3 separate regions of the Mus musculus genome follow, and regions 1 and 3 are each linked to region 2. A link is a contact called in public promoter capture Hi-C data. All regions are on one chromosome and are shown on one strand. The core of a region is the stretch at or near the end of the contact, and the rest is flanking DNA. Distances in the headings are between cores, read along the strand shown.

The links. Promoter capture Hi-C pulls out the DNA fragments that hold promoters and counts their contacts.
Region 1: a promoter capture Hi-C map of pre-B cells shows a contact between it and region 2, with 4 times the contacts expected there. The contact joins the promoter of Klhl28 here to the promoter of Ahsa1 in region 2. A contact is called at or near these places in 1 of 39 promoter capture datasets (pre-B cells) and 1 of 484 Hi-C or Micro-C datasets (muscle stem cells).
Region 3: a promoter capture Hi-C map of cranial neural crest shows a contact between it and region 2. The contact joins the promoter of Esyt2 here to the promoter of Ahsa1 in region 2. A contact is called at or near these places in 3 of 39 promoter capture datasets (cranial neural crest, frontonasal cranial neural crest and pre-B cells).

What each region holds. Positions count from the first base shown.
Region 1 is chr12:64,963,836-64,967,426 of GRCm38.p6, reverse strand. Klhl28 (kelch-like 28) reads left to right here and starts at 1,891. Exons shown (of 5, transcript NM_025707.3): 1 at 1,891-2,018. Togaram1 (TOG array regulator of axonemal microtubules 1) reads right to left here and starts at 1,685. Exons shown (of 20, transcript NM_177805.3): 1 at 1-1,685. The coding sequence starts at 1,450.
Region 2 is chr12:87,264,700-87,268,299 of GRCm38.p6, reverse strand. Ahsa1 (AHA1, activator of heat shock protein ATPase 1) reads right to left here and starts at 1,572. Exons shown (of 9, transcript NM_146036.2): 1 at 1,379-1,572; 2 at 1-145. The coding sequence starts at 1,458. Vipas39 (VPS33B interacting protein, apical-basolateral polarity regulator, spe-39 homolog) reads left to right here and starts at 2,014. Exons shown (of 20, transcript NM_001142580.1): 1 at 2,014-2,148.
Region 3 is chr12:116,279,497-116,282,850 of GRCm38.p6, reverse strand. It overlaps Esyt2 (extended synaptotagmin-like protein 2), which reads right to left and starts at 1,629. Exons shown (of 22, transcript NM_028731.5): 1 at 1,179-1,629. The coding sequence starts at 1,508.

The sequences.
Region 1 (3,591 bases), core at 642-3,141, about 22 Mb after region 2:
TGGAATGCTTATGTTTAAGGTTTTCCAGGAGCAAAGAAAGCACCCGCTGAGGACCCACTTCTTTCATTAGCTTTAGGAAGATTTTCATGTACTCCTGCTTGATCACCAACTTGTTGTCTGCCAGCACTTTCACAGAAGCCGCTATAACTGGTCCCAAGAACTGTTGCACCTGCTCTCCCAGGCGAATGACCAGCAAATGGAGAACTTGAAGTGTGCCATGGACCACTTTGAAATTGGAATCGTCTAGCAAGTTATACAATAAGCTAATGAAACCAACGAGACTAGCATGAGGGGTCGAACTTGGGTTAAATTTTCCCAGCAACTGCTTTAGTTCTTCAACAGCCTGAGTCCTGTTTTTATAATCTTCCTGATCCAACAGTCTTGCATGGAGTTCCTGGGGAATAATCTCAAATTTAAGATTGCTACTGGAAAGATTCACTACACACGGGGCAGCATCTTCAGAAAACCCGGAGGCTTCTAGCTCCAAATAATAAGGAACCTGACTTCCATACTGGGACTCCAGGCGGCGATTGTAGTGCCTCCTCAGTGCAGAAGGCAAACGCGAGATGTAGGAGTGAAACCTCTCTTGACCAAGTCGTTCTCCAATTTGTTGAAGTGAAGAGAAGGCTGTCTCGGATTCTTCTTCCATCTCCTGATCGCCAAGCTTTCGGGCCAGAGATATTATTACTTCAGTGAGATCCAAACCCTGCAACAAATCCTCAGGAGTGAACAAGATAGGGAGCAACAGCGCAGTGGAAGCTCTAAGCCGGGCATCTGGACTTTCCAGGCCTTGGATGAGAGTTCGCAGGACCTGCCCAGAACTACGCCTAAGACAAATATGCAGGATCTGCAGCGCATCTTTCCGTAGGGCAGGGTTATCTTCTCGTAACGAGACAACGAGCTGAGGCAAAAGCGCTAAACTGAAGGCCTCTTCCAGCTGACCCGCCTCGCCCTGACCCCGAAGAACGTCCGAGAGAAGCTGCAAGCAGAGCCTCTTCTCCTCACTGCCGCCTTCCACAAGCACTCGGCCCAGCGCCCGATATAAGGCTTCCTTGCGGCGGGGAAAGCCAAGCCGGCCGCCTCGCCGCGGCAAGGCAGCCTGCAAAGCCTGGAACGCCTCGGAAGGATCCGGTGCGGTGCGCAGGAGTTGAAGAAGCCGAGTCTCCTCCTCATCTCCGCCCGAGAGCCCACTTCCAGGCCCGGACCAGCTAGTTGAAACAGCCTCCGCCGGTAACAGGAGGGTCGAGGCCAGAGGCGACGGCGTCGCGGGGCAGGAGCCATGATCCCCGGCAGCCCCACGGCAGTAATAGTTTTTCTCGCCTCTCATGGTGCCCCCGGATCGACGACCATCAGTCCCTGGGGCGTAAGGACGACAGCGGCTCAGGAGGCGATAGGAACCAGGGGTCGCAGGAGGCGGCAGCGGGAGCAGCTCGGAAGGCGCGGCCGCCATGGAGGGTCGTCAGGTAGCGAGAGCTGGAGGGAACCATTGCCGTCTTGGGAGGGCTGGATGAAGCCCAGCCTTCCAGTTCCTCTCCAAGCCCCGAGCTGCAGAGGAAGAGAAGGAACGGCTCCGGTCAGCTGCCAGGCCGCTCGGGCCTTCCACTCCCGGAGCCAGCCTCCGGCAAAATGGCCCCCGCTGAGCCTGGGACCCCACAGGCGCCACCCGGCGTAACCAGGGCCACCACGTGACCAAACCGAGCGCTTCCATGGTGATGCACCCAGAGCGGACCTCTTGACCCGGAAACCAATCTGCCGCGGTGGATGCTGGGTTATGTAGTCCATGTAAGGACTTAAAGCATAGGCCGAAGATTCCTGGAAGAGGAAGTCTGAACGTAGCCAGAATGAAGAGGCGGGGTCAAGGCCTTAGACGGAAATGACGCTCCCTTGTCCGGGGCGGAAGTTTTCCACCCCACCCATAAGAGTTGAGGTTTGACGGGAGCAAGAGAGGATCCCATCCCGGGTTCCAGTTTTCCGTGGCTCCTCCTCCTGTTGCTGCAGGTGTTATTCCTGGGACTCAGGTATTTTCCTTTTGCTATTATACAGTGGTGCAGGCTTTGGTGGTGTGTTCCCCGAGTGCCCCAGGAGCCAGAATGCGAGGCAAAGAACTGGACCAGAGCAGGCAGAGAGAGACGACATGTTCTGCACAGTGCTGGTTACCATTGTAAACGTTCTACTCACTGCTGTCCAAAATAAGATTCTTTCTACCTGCAGCCTGCTTAGTAGTACAGGAGAACCTAACCGAGGCCAAGCACACAGAGTACTTTTTTAAAAAAGACTTTCTTGTCGTTGGGGACCTTCCTCGCCCCGCCCTCTTCTCCCTTGCCTCCTTTTCCTCTCTTCACCCGCTGGCTATGGAGTGTTAAAGGCTTCTGTCCCTTTTCATTGTCCGCATCACCAAGTTTTCTTATAGATAGGTAGAATCAGTGTTTTCCCCTTTGCATTAAACGGAGTGCTTAAAGCCTTTATCTTTTAACTCCTCTGTGGGACTTTTCCTTTCGCCCCACCTCCACCTTTCCCATCTCCCCTAGGATACTCCAGAGTCTCTGCAGTCTTTCAGTCTCCTGGAGACGGAGATCGCTAGACAATTTCAGTTGTGGTGCAAGTTCTTAGCATTACAGTCCTAAGAGAATTCTGCACAGAGGATTTAGGTTGATAGACATTATTTTAAGCAAAATGAGAATTTGATAGCTGATGAGTGTTTTTTTTTTTTTTGTAAAAGAAACTATAAATAGACTCAGTTCAACTAAGAGTATCTCCTATACGGCCACACCCCTTTGGGGCATGAAAGAGCAACTTTTTTGTGTGTCTGTATTTGAAACATTAATGCTGAATTACTGTATAGCCCAAGCTGGTCTTGAAGTCTTGACCCTCCTATCAGTCTTCTGATTGTTGAGATTACCAGTGTGCACTGTCAAACCAAGCTTGAAAACAGATTTGTTGTTGTTCGGCAGACTTTTAAAAGAAATAATACAATTACTTTTCAGTGAGAAAAGACTGAGTTATAATTTGAAGTTCCAAGCTTATATTCTTCAAATGCAAAAGTATTTCTGTCCCTCTTTGTATTAAATGGATATCTCTCAATTTTTATTTTATTTTATTTTATTATTTTGAGACTGGGTTTTCCTGTCTAGTCCTAGTTGTTCTGAACTCCCTGTGTAGACCAGGCTGGCCTCCAACTTAGAGATCTGCCTGCCTCTGCCTCCCAAGTGTTGGGATTAAAGCCCTGTGCCACCATACCCAGCTATATTATTTTTTGAAATCTTGAAATAATTGAGTCACATGTATCAAAGTGCTTTATAACAATAATTAATACTCCTGGTGATGCAAGTTGAAATTGTATTTATTAGTTTTTATTATAACATAATTAAAATGTTCTTAATTTTTTATTTTGGAAAAAGTATTAATATAAATGAGGCTGTATAACCATGTATCCTGTGCTTTGGTTTAAAGCTTTGGTGGGTTTCTTCACTTTCTTTTATCTTCTGTTTTGTGGTTTGCTGCTGCTGTTCTGTGTTATTTCACTGTCCTGAACACTGAACCGAGGGGCTTTGTTCATGCTGGGAAGTGTTCTGCCACTGAGTGTCGTCCACA
Region 2 (3,600 bases), core at 323-2,822:
GCCTTTCCTGTTGTTGATGGATGCCTCCCCATCAAGCTTGTTCACTTCGGTCACCTCGCACTTGCCCTCTTCATTTTCTACTCGAACGGCCAGGAACAGGGTTTTCAGTTTCTCTGTGGACCAATTTGAAGCATCTCTCTCTGTCCTGCAAGACAGAAGCAGCGCTAAGGGCTGGCAGTCAAGAGGAGAACGCACTGTTTCATTCAGCAGGTGACTGCAAGGTTAAAGGAGGCAGAAAACAACCCAACCCTCTCAATTCTACCCTAGAATGTCCACAAACATGCTACTTTTAGGAATCCAAAGGGGTGGCGAGTTGTCAACAAAGAGAGGTGCTGTGCAAACCAAGTTAATACTTTCCAGTCTTAGCACAATGAGCCTTGACCGTTAAAATGGCGCCCCCATTTGGCCAAGAAGAAAGATGTGACCATACTGCTTAAGTCAGGAGAGCAAAGACAAGCAAGCATTTTTGCTAAGAACTTCAGTTTAAAAAAACAAAACAAACCAACAATAATGCTAGCCTCATTAACAGTGTTGTGTCCCGTTCAGTGTTCAAACTTTGCCCTACACATCCTACATCCTCTAGACAGTGTCACAAAGTCCACAAGAAAAATTACATCAAGTAGAATGTTAAAAAGAGACAGGTTGAAGGGGGAAAAAAAAGACGGTAAAAATCAATTCTTTGCCCTTCTAGTACAGCTATTTAAAAATCAAAAAGCTATAACTGAGGAAAAAAAATATAATGTCTGTAAAGTTCAGTGGCACTCCAAATAACTTTGTTTCCAGAAGATTTCTGAGAGATGAGGCAGCTTCCAAGACCGGTTAGGCTGTAAAATCATGACTGCCGGGCAACCTGGAGTTGTTACAACAGAACTTAACAGTTCCGGGTAGGAGACTGCATTGCGTTCAGCATCCCGAAGCTCCAAGTGCCCTGCAGATCACGTTCCAAAGCTTCTCACGCTGGACTGAGGCAGTAGTCCCCTATGACTTTTGCTTTCACTGTAACCCGCAAACCAACAACTACCGCGCCTGGAGCTCTCGAATTCCCCAGCAGACTCCCAACACAATCGGCAGGGGTCTGGATCTCAAGGACGCCTGCGGCCACGTGTAGGAAGTATCACCCGGCTCAGGCTGGATGCAGCAACTAGGGCACTCTGTTCTCGCTCTGAAATTCCTCCTTGGGGACTCAGCAGTCCATGTCGAACCCATCGCCCCTAAGACTGTGATGGTGGCGAGGGATGGAGGGGACCCCTGCTACAGAAAGGACTCACGCCCAACCCCAGGCCAGGGTTACTTGGGTCCCGTACTCGCCAAGGTCCCAGACACCTCCAACCCCTAGCCTGTTAACAGTGCTCCTGCGGCCTGTCTTGCTGGCCCATACCAGTGCCAGTTGTTGACGTTGGTGGCGTCCGCCCGCTCCTCCACGATCCAGCGTGGGTCTCCCTCACCCCACTTGGCCATCAGCTCACTTATCGCACCGCTACCAGCTCCCAAGCAGCCGCAGCCACAGCCTGAGGACCGCTCGGTCCCAGCCGCCTGGCAGCGCCTGGAAACTACTAGAAGCAGCACAGCACCTCCTGGCTTGCTTTTCCCTCCACCCCAACCCCCTCCCAGCCTTAACTTCCGGCTCCTCCTCGCTCTTACCGGGTACTTCCGTTCCAGCTCGCCGAGCCGTAGGTTCCGTAACTTCTGGCGTTCCTTCCAGCTCTCTCAGTTTATCTTAAAAGCTCTTAAGTCTAGGCCCTCAAGATCCTAATCCCCACCGGCTAGGACACAAAATATTCCTCTCATTGTCTCCTTGGGCCCTAAACCGACCTTGCTGAGCCTGATGGGAGTTGTAGTCTTTAAACCAACCCTTCCGATAACTGCGGAAGGTCATGCTGAAAGTAAAGGAAATGACCTAGCACTATGCGCTAGTATTTCTGGGAATGCTAGTCCAGAAGCCTCGCGGCCCGCAGGGAGGACGAAAGAATGATAGAGGTTATGGAACTACAACTTCCAGGATGCTTTGCGGGTATTCCTTTCACCTTCTTCAGACTCTTCTCCGCTGTCCCCTTCTGCTCTTCTCTATGCCTCACAGCCTGTTTAGAAAGGCTGGTCCAGCGGCTGAGCCTGGCGCTGTCCTGAGAAGGAGCGCTCGGTGTGGAAGAGGTGAGGGTGTCCCAAGCCCCTGTCTAGGCCTCGTGTCTAGGTGAACCCACCCTCTCCGCACCCTTTTCTTTCCCTGTCTTTTCTGAGGCATCCTTACACTCTCACTCCGACCTTCTTCTGTCGGGACCACTCTTGGGAGCTCCGAGATGGGGCTTTCCAGCAAGCCTCAAAGCAGCTTACTCAACATTTGGTTCTGAATATGTCTTCTCAGGCACCCTCTAGGCTCTGGTGTTTGTGGTAGATGCGTGGTTTCCTGGACCTTGCTCCTGTAATCCAATCTCTCAGGTCTTTGTTCTCAAACATCGCCTTAAAAACCTAGCTTAACTTCCAGTAGCTGGTTTCTACAGTACCCTGAGGCAAGGAACCTCTTGGTTGTAGGGTTTTGGTTTTTGGTTTTGTTTTGTTTTGTGTTTTAAACGGGTCCTGTTTTCCCTATGTCGTGTTCCCGTCCTCTCGCATCTGTCCCCCTATCCATGTCAGACTGTCAGTGTACAGGTGACGATAAGATCAAATCTCGGAAGCATTTTAAATCACGTTGAAGCCCGCTTTCCTTTGAGCATTCTTAGAGTTATAAATTGTTACCATTTTACTTACCACGTAAATCACGGTCTCTTTTGTCACTCGAAATACAATGTATCCACTACTGTAAAAAGAGTCTTAAGAATTCTTGGTGAAGTACTAAGTTTGTTAGACATATTCTCTACCTATTTCTAGTTACCATTGTAAAGATCTGTCTAGTTTTCCCAAAAGTGAAAAAAGAAAAGAAAGAGTCTAGGATCCAAAAACCCTGGATTGTAGTTTGGAGTAGAAGTGATTTAGTAAAGTTGTGATGTTTACTGCTTCTGAGCTTTGTTCCCCTGGTCGGTGGGAATCTCCCAGGCTTACCTTTCAGGATCGTTGTGAATGACAAATGAATGACAGTTATTTATGAATTTGCACACATGTTAGAGACATGTTTATGTTCTGTACACATCTTCATGATTTGTGGCCTGGTTTAGAATTTCTTTTAATATTTAAGATTGCTTTTTACAAAAATTTTGGAGGCTGGGAATATAGTTCAGTGGTAGAGTGCTTGTCTAAAACGTGGGAGGCCCGAAGCTCAGTTCCCAGAACTGCAGAAAACAAAATTCTCTTGTTTTATCTAAGGTAGCATTAAGATTAGGTAAACACTTTGCATATATTATCTAGTGGCAGACTAACTGCTATATCAAATACTAACGGGATGTAACCTTACATGTTTATTTTCTGCCAAGCACTTTGTTAGGCTTTCTAACACTATTTATCCTTCACTATTAGCCAGTAAGGCAAGATTGCATTTCTCCAAGGCTTAGAAATGAGCCATTTACCTTTTGACTTCAAGGCCCAGTAAGTGGCCAGGTGCTGTGGAAATCTTGGTACTTATTGGGTTAAACTACAATTTTTACTCTTCCACAGCTTAATTTGAAAAACGTG
Region 3 (3,354 bases), core at 380-2,879, about 29 Mb before region 2:
CCAAGTTCTTTCTCCATTTAAATTCCTTCTTTCTACCTTTCAAAACTTACCACTACCTACTTCCACAGACATTTACATCAAGCCTAACATTGTGCAACATTTATCTTAAAATATGCACTATTTCCTTCTATCTGAAACTATGACACTAACTCTTTGCTAAGAAAGACAGTGAAGAGAAAAAGATGATAATGCCTTCTCCAATAGGTTCAAATACTCAATAAGTAAAAAGCAATTTTAGGAAAAAATAATCAATACCATAACTTATCATTACTGTTAACACTTTCAAAATCTCCCTCTATATATGTTAGATCCTGGATATTAAATGATCATATCAAAGTGCCTAGTCTTCCCTCTGGTATTTTAAACAATGAAACAAACATTTCAATTCTTCTAACATAAGCTTTTCAGGAACACTTCAATCGTGTTAGACACAACTAAGAAATGAATGAGTCTTCCTGATTTTTTTAATTAACTTCTCCCCATATTGGCTGTCACTACTTTTTAAATCAGAAAGGAGAATCTGGACGGTTCCAGGCCTGCAGCGCCATGCTTGCAAAAGGTTTACAGAATCGCTCTGGACAACTGAGATCTCATCGCCCACCAAGTGTGCTTCTGGGCGGTAGTCACTGCCAGCATGAGAGGAGGAAGAGGCCCAGCAACTAACAATGACCAGTTCTGCCAAGTTAGGAAGTATTCACTACCTGCGCACTTTGCTAGCGATGGGCGAGGAGGACTGAAAGCCAGGAAGAGGACTGAGAGCGGACACTCTCGGAGCAGATAATGACCAGGACACCTCGCCCAGGATGAGGGTGGGGACAGCAATAAGGACACCTGACTTAGGTGGGGGAGGCGGTGCGCTGACACAAGTGAGACTCGGACGCAGACCGTCGCTCAGAGCCGGGGTGGGCCACAGTGGCCAGAACTCCCGAGGAAAGCAGGTGGGCAGAGTGCTGACAGCAGACAGCAGTTTACAGCAGGAGAGGCAGACAGCAGTAAGGTCGCACACCTGACTCGGTCCGGGATCCTGGTTGTGCGGATCCCGGATCGGACGGAGATTCGGAACAAGCGGTGGCTGACACTTCACTCGGGCTGGGGCTTGAGTTCCCCACCCGTCACTGAGAAGGGGAGAAGGGTGGTGCGGACCTGACTCCGCTCAGGTCTGGGGGGGCAACACTCACCCAGGCGGGCAGGTCGCAGGCGCGCACTCCCAGGCGCACAGCTTGCTCCTCGTCCTCCAACAGCGCCAGCGCGCGGCACAGGCGGCTGGCCTTGAGGCCGCGGCTCCGGCGGCACCAGGCGAGCAGCCCGAGCGCCAGCAGCACCCAACTGAAGCTCAGCCCCAGGTAGCCCAGGGCGTACACCGGCAGCAGCAGCGCGAAGCTGCGCGCCAGCTGCCCCAGCAGCCCCGGCAAGTCCACACTCAGAGCGCTGCCCGGGGCCTCGGGCTCGGAGCGGCCCCCAGCCCGGCCAGGACCGGCCTCCGGCCCCTCGCCCCCCGCGCTACTCATCTCCAGCCGCGCTGAGCACTCCTCCCTGCCGAGGCGGGCGCGGCTCTCCCACGGACCGCAGGTCGCTCTAGCCCGCGCGCCAGCGCCCCACTGAGGGGGACCGCGGGCTCCACCGCTCCACTCCTCAAACGGGCGGGACTTGCCGTCATCACAGTGCGCAGGGCCCTCCCCCACCGAGGCCTCTCCCAGAGAGGGGCTTGCTCGGGCTGAGTGCGTGGTTTGGTGACGCAATCAGCATGCGCCCGACTCTTCCTCACTGGGATCCACTGTTCAGAGACAGCCGACCCTGAAAGAATCTAGGGCGGGGCGACGTGTCAGTCGCCAACCGGATCCCGCTCCCTCGTCCGCGCCCTCAGGAAAGATCCCCCGGCGGCGAATGGTCTGTGCCTGGTGTCATCGCGCGGTCGGACCCGCCTCTGCGCTGGGGTTGCTGTGCTGCTACTCTCCGGTCGTTACACCAAGAAGGGGCTGCAGGCGAAGCCATCACGCCAGGCAGGCCCCGCCCCTAACCTGTGAGGGCGGTTCGGTCTGCGCCCTCGGAGGGTGGGCGCCGCGCCAGGGGGACACACCCGGACTTGGCTCGCAGGGACGGCCGGAGAGGGAGGTGTGGCTTCCGCGGGTGTTGGAAGGGAGCAATGGCCCTGACTAGTGGGAAGGCTAGCGGGCTGAGTCCTTTCCAGCTTAGCGGAGAGCTCGGCGTTCGTCAGCCAACCTCTTGCCTGTCCTAGCTCCCTGGCGGAGAACTTGAACTTGCAGGTTCCTAGGGTGAGAGGATGGCTCCTGGGCCTGCCTCTGTGGAATGAGAACTTTGCGCCTGCTGCAGTAAAATTTACCTTGAGGCCTTACTGTGTGGTGGCGCCTCTGGGTCTAGTACTCCTTCAGGTCTGACTTCCCAAACAAAATGGCCCCAGTGAGCTTAGGAAAGCACAGTTGTCATGAAGATTTAAAAAAAAAAAAAAAAAAAAAAAAGGCAGCCAGGGTCCACCACCCCCTACCCCCGTCAAGGCCAAACTCTTAGGGGACATCTGAGGGGACATATGTGAAGCTTGCAAAAAAGAAAAAGGAAAAAAGGGAAGTAAGGAAAGGGAAGAGAAGAGAAAAAAAGACATCTGCTTTAAAGTTTGCTAAAGAGGAGCTGGAGAGATGGCCCAGCACCTGAGAACCCAATTCCTGAGTCAATTCCCAAAATCCACATCTGGCTGTTCACATGCACCTGTATCTAAAGCTCCATGGGATCTAATACCTCTGGTCTTCACAATCGCCTGTACACACACACACACACACACACACACACACAGAGGCATAATTTTTAAGAAAATTTTCCAGGAGGATAATTCCACGACTATGATTGTGGAATGTTGCAGATTCAGAGCCAAGTTATCCTGGGTCATACTTTGTTCCATTAGTAGCCATTCATTGCCCATCTCTTGTGTCTGATTTTATGCCACAATCCTTGTGATTCAAATATTAACCCACCACTACCTTGCACCAACACAAAGCTACCAGTGTCATCAGTATCTGAAACCTACAGAAAACAAAGTTCCCACTTTTCTGCAACCTGATGTTTTTGATTCACCAATGTATTTGAAAAAATAAATGCCTTGGTTTATGTAGTAAGTTCTGAATGAACAAATAAATGCAAATAAATAAATAAATGCAAAGTCACCTGTGGAAGATTTTCCCGTGAGTATGTGTGAATATGTATTACAGCATTTCAGAGACATGCCATGTTTGAAAGAGAGCAGTAGTCTGCTCGACAAAGGGCAATAAACCAAGCAAAGTGTCATAGAGTGCTATTGCTGTGGGGAGACTCCATGACCATGGCAACTTATAAAAGGAAACATTT